Regions from separate parts of the Capsicum annuum genome. Here region 2 is linked to region 1. The links are chromatin contacts, called in public Hi-C maps. All regions are on one chromosome and are shown on one strand. The core of a region is the stretch at or near the end of the contact, and the rest is flanking DNA. Distances in the headings are between cores, read along the strand shown.

The links. A called contact is a pair of places that touch in the nucleus more often than the background predicts.
Region 2: a contact with region 1 is called in a Hi-C map of placenta, with 4 times the contacts expected there. The contact joins the enhancer-like site here to the promoter of LOC107842870 in region 1. A contact is called at or near these places in 2 of 5 Hi-C or Micro-C datasets (leaf and placenta).

What each region holds. Positions count from the first base shown.
Region 1 is chr9:45,266,632-45,269,331 of UCD10Xv1.1, reverse strand. LOC107842870 (phosphatidylinositol:ceramide inositolphosphotransferase 2) reads left to right here and starts at 1,408. Exons shown (of 12, transcript XM_016686913.2): 1 at 1,408-1,988; 2 at 2,100-2,189. The coding sequence starts at 1,929.
Region 2 is chr9:45,354,402-45,357,101 of UCD10Xv1.1, reverse strand. No RefSeq gene overlaps it. Among protein-coding and RNA genes, the nearest start is that of LOC107842870, 88 kb to the right of the region's middle. Within about 2 kb of position 1,386, at least 1 of the 5 cell types and tissues checked has an H3K27ac peak or open chromatin away from gene starts, as enhancers often do.

The DNA of each region.
Region 1 (2,700 bases), core at 159-2,658:
ATTAATTTCCATTTCCTCGAATATAACGTTCTTTTTTTATACTAGTATCATTATTTGAAGAAAAGAAAACAATTTGGTCAATCATAGCTTCCGCGTGCAACGTTCAAAGGTTATTAAAAGAGATTAAGTTTATTATTTTTAATTATACAAAAGATCGTGTTTGTAAGCATGTTAATTAGCGTAACAAGAAAGAAGTACATTGGTTATTTAGTTAGGAAAAAAATATTCATATATTAAACTATTTTTTTAAAATTATTTTATAAAAAATCAGCATATCAAATATGTTGTAAGTTATTAATTAACAATTCACATAAATAAAATATGTAAAAAATTTCAATCAATTCATATAATTACTTTATGTTAGATAGATAATAAAATAACTATAATATAATACATGATTTAATTTGTATAATTAATTTCTATTAGTGTTGTTTGGTTATATCATCAACCAAACAACTCCTAACTGTATAACCATTAACTTAGAAAGTTCAATGATTACTGATCTAAACTAATGTACATGTTAATAATTATATCTAATTAAAATTAAACAATAATATTTTAAATTTGAAATTATAAAAAGAAATATTTAGAATATCCCCATAAATAATTAAAGAGCAACAAAAAGAGAATAAGGACAAATTTATTTAGTTAAGTGAATTATTGAATATTTAATTATCACAATTCAAATTTCATATTGTAGTTTATTACTCCGTGTGTTACAATTATGGGAGTTAATTTGATTTGGAACAAAATTTAGGATACTTTTTTTTTTTTTTTTAATTTGAAGTCTAAAATAAGTACTAGTTATTTGTGTGATAAATTATTTAATAAAAATATCTTATAGTTATTTTTTTAAAATTTTTCATCCGGTGTTCGATGTCCGTATTGAAGCTTCAATTAATTTGAATCACGCGTTGCAGGGTTTGGAGTAGCACTACCAACAAGATTTTTTTCATACTCACCTCTTGTTAAGGGTGTAGCAACCCTCCACTGTACTACAATCCATGTTAAGTTATTCTCAAATAAGAGAATATATCATTTTTTTAGAAATAAATTAACATAAAAAATAACTCATATAAATTGAGACACACAAAATAATTCAGATCCAATGAACGGAGTAGTTCTATTAATTACCTCATAAAGTTTTTCCTATATATTTTTTGAAATAACATACAAAAATAATTCATTTATGAGAGGTATAGCCTTTTTTTATGGCGGAATATATTAACAGTTATTTAAATGGTAATTACTTTATTTAGATACTTAGATTATTACAGTTTCTAAATAAATATATGATTAAATAATTTTGTTATATACTGCCTATTAAAAAATTATACTACGTACTTATTCTGATAAAAAATTTAAGAGTTTGACTATATATTTAAGTTTTTGATTTTTTTTAAACTTGAAATGTCTTTATCAAGTCTCCAATTTCCTCCCTTTTTCCCAATTGGAATTTTCTTTTATCTTTTTCCCCTTCTTTTCCAAAAAAAAAAAAAGCAAAAATCTTTATATACATATATATTTGTTCTTCTCTCTTCTCAACTGTCCTCCGTGTTGAACTCGCGTTTTAGCAGACAAAGGAGAAATCAAAAAAGGGTGAGAGAAGGTAGTTTCTAGAGAGAGAAAAAATCGCAAACCCACTTTTTAGAGAGAGAAATAATCAAACTGTACCGGATTATTCTCGGAGAAAATTTACCAAAGTTTCCGTCTTTGTACACTCATTGTAAATCGATTTAAGGGGTTTTCGGTGCCGATCGGGTTCTAGTTTTATTTATTTTCAATTGAAAAAATTGTTTGAATTGAATTTTTGTGACAGAAAAAGAAAAAGGAAAAAAGAGGTATTAGAATTTGCTTGGAATTAAAAAGGAGGTTTTTTTTTAGGTTGAACGAATTTGACCAACAAGATGGTTGGTTTGTGATGTAATATGGCCTTGGTTGGTACAGATAAAGATATGTCTTTTTACATTGGTCGCGAGGCTTCTAAGGTGAGCCTTTTTCTTGTGTGATTTTTTTTTTTTTAATTTTTTTTTTGTGAAGATCCAGTTTTTGTTGATTGTGTTGGTTGTTGTATTTTTTTTTTCTTTGGTGGAGAGTAGTTGTGGAAGAGATTTTGTGCGGAGGTGACAACAGAGATCAATCTTCTAGCTGAAAATTGGAAATATATTCTGGGTGGTTTGATTTGTCAGGTATATTTTATTTATGTGTTCTTACTTTTGATGAATTACTATGTTACCTGTTTGTTTTTGTTGTATGTCTTGATAAATGTTGTGTCTTTGTGCCCGAAGGTCTTTTGGAAACAGGTAGAGTTAAGGTCTGCGTATACTCTGCCCTTGCGAGTTCCCACTTGTGGGACCATACTGCGTATGTTGTTGTTATTGGGTGTGCTTGATTGCATGGACCTTTGGTACTATTATTGTGATTTGGATATCTATAAGTTCTATCAGGTTTTAGTGATGCAATCTACAATCATATAGCATAGTTGTTATAAAGAAGTGTAGTTTCACTTTGCTTAGAGCTTTACAACAGCAACAACAACATACCCAGTGTAGTGTAGTCTCACAAAGTGGGGTCTCTCGGGAAGGTAGAGTGTCCGATAGACCCTCGGCTCAAGGAAAAACAATACAGTAAAATAGGTGGTGAAAGTACAAGAAACATCAGAGAATAATGAAAAACAACATATAGTAACCGAACAGAAAC
Region 2 (2,700 bases), core at 137-2,636, 88 kb before region 1:
GCTACGATTTTTGCAGCCCGTTTAAGAATAGGATTTTTTAGCTCGGTCCATATAAGCCCATAGTTGGGCTGGCCCATGGACTAAATAAAAAATAATGAAAAAATAGAATAGAGTACTAAGAATAAAAAAAAGAGTTCAAAATCAAAGTCTATTTGAATCATTATAAATATTTAGATATTAAATATATTTATAAAATATATAAATAATTCAAATATAACTATTGCATTTTTTAAGTAATTAAATATGTTTGATGAAGATGATGTGGCGATGTTCAACACACCATAAGTGTCATGTGTTTGTTTTTTTAGAAGTTCATTTTCACTTTTAATAGACTAAATATTGACATTTCTTTGTAGTTTAATGTGATCAATCAAAACAAAATTAGGTTAATATTGCTATTCAGCTAGTTATGTTATTACTCATTAACAATTTTGTTTGTTTTTCAACATCTCTATTTGGATTGAAATTGATATTAAAAGTTATTTAATTTCACAGATTATTAGGGTTTTTTTGTAAATTTGAGATTTGATTAACAAGTAGTAACTTCATGTAATATTAGTTGTAAATATTTATTTAATTAATAATTTAAAATTAAAATTAAAATTATAAAATTAATATATTTTAAAAAGTGGGTTAGCCCGTGAAGGTGGCCCACATTGTGATGAGTTGGGCTTGCTATTTTCTAATTTGTCATGTTGATGGATCAGCCTAACCTGACTCGTAAAATTTCAAAGCTCACATAGATTAACCCGAATGGGCTGAGCCCGCCCGTATTGACAGCGCTAATTAAAATAGAATTATTTGCATGCTAAAGACTGATGTGGCAAATGATGAGAGAGTGAAGAAGAAGACAAAATTAAAATTTTACTAGTTTTTTACTTTTTATTAAAATTAAATGTACACTTTCTCACTTTTTCTTTTTTTTTTTAAGTATTTTTCTTTTATTTCTACTTTAGCCTTCCCTTCAACTGCGTATATCACTTGCCAGTAATCTTGTACCTTTCGTTCTTTCATTTTTTTGTTGTTAATCTTCTTCCCTCTCGCACACAAATCACTCTTTTTCTAATCTAGTTGTTAAACTTGTGTGATAAAATCAAATTTGAAAATCATAATGCATATAACGTGATAAACTTTTTCATGAAATTGACTTTGATGGTATATAAAAGATAATTTAAATCGTTTATTTTTTCTAATTGTTATTTAAAAAAATAATTATGCTAAGCTTGTAATGAAAGATTGTGATGGTGTTTGTCTGTTGACAAGAGTCTTTGATATATTATAATTTATTTGACCCATGAAAATCTTAATTCGTTATGTAGGACATTAGTCACAATCCAAAAACATAACGTACATGCATAGGACCCATTCATAGATTTCATAATCTGTAATTCTGTTAAGTTTATCCATCAGAAACAGTTATGATTTTGGTCCATATATATGTGACACCAATCAATTTTGATGGAAATAAAATCTTTTTCTTTTGTTTATAAGCATTTGCTGGTATTGATAACACATTTTTGTTAGGTTATAAGGGTTGTTTGATTTGAAAATGGTTATCCCGAGATAACTAATTATTTCGGAATAAAATAAAAGAACACATTTTCCTTTGTTTGGTTGGAGAGATTAATCCAACCCGGGATAACTTATTCCACCATTTTCCCCTTAGTCCCGGGATAACTTATCCCATATACATGATGGAATAAGTTATCCCAGGATAAACATTTTCAAACCAAACGATACCTAAATCTAATACTACAACGGCTGAACTCTCAGCCTTTATCTCATACCCGATCTCATATTTCCCAAGCTAGATGAATAAATACCGAATACCAAACGGTATTAATATTTTGTACCAAACTCAATCCCGAATATCGAAATATTAAAATTTTATTCCCAAATATCATACCAAATACCGAATTACCAAATACCAATTATCAAATTTTTTGGTTCGGTTTGGTTCAGTAATTCGATTTTCGGTATCTTATGTCCAGCCCTACCTGTTAGGGGTCGTTCAGTAGGGGTGTGCAAAAATCAAACCGACCGATAAATCGAACCAATAAAAATGTTATTAGGTTACTGGTATTGGGTTATTGGGTTAACGATTTCTTATTGGTTTTATAAAAAAAATTATTGGGTAAACGGTTCGATTTTGATTTTAGCTTACTGGGTTATCGGTTAAACCGATAACCCAATAAGGATACACTAAACTATTGTTTTACATCCTATTTATGTTATATATATATAAATCTCTCTCTCTCTATATATATATATGTATGTATATATATTATATGCACTACTTATTCACAATTCAGTGATTCACAAAGTATTAACCTATTCAAGGCAACAAAGGCACAACATAAAACTCGGATATTGGCGTATTGAAAAGCTTGAAGCATTTATAGCTTCCAACAATTAGGATTCAATTTTTTTTTGAACTAACATTCAGTTCAAGTTTGAAGATTTTTGTAAACTAAAATGTATTGCATAGGATTTTGTCGGTAACTAAGATTTTGTCTTTTTATGTTAGTTGTTACTATTTTTATTTTCTAAGTATTTTTTTATTGGTTAAACCGAAAACCGAATCGTTAAGGATTAAAAAATCAATAAACCGAAACCAATAAGAAAATATTTTATTGGTTGGTTATTGGTTTCACATATTTAAAAATCGATAAACCAAACCAATAACACATAAAACCAAAA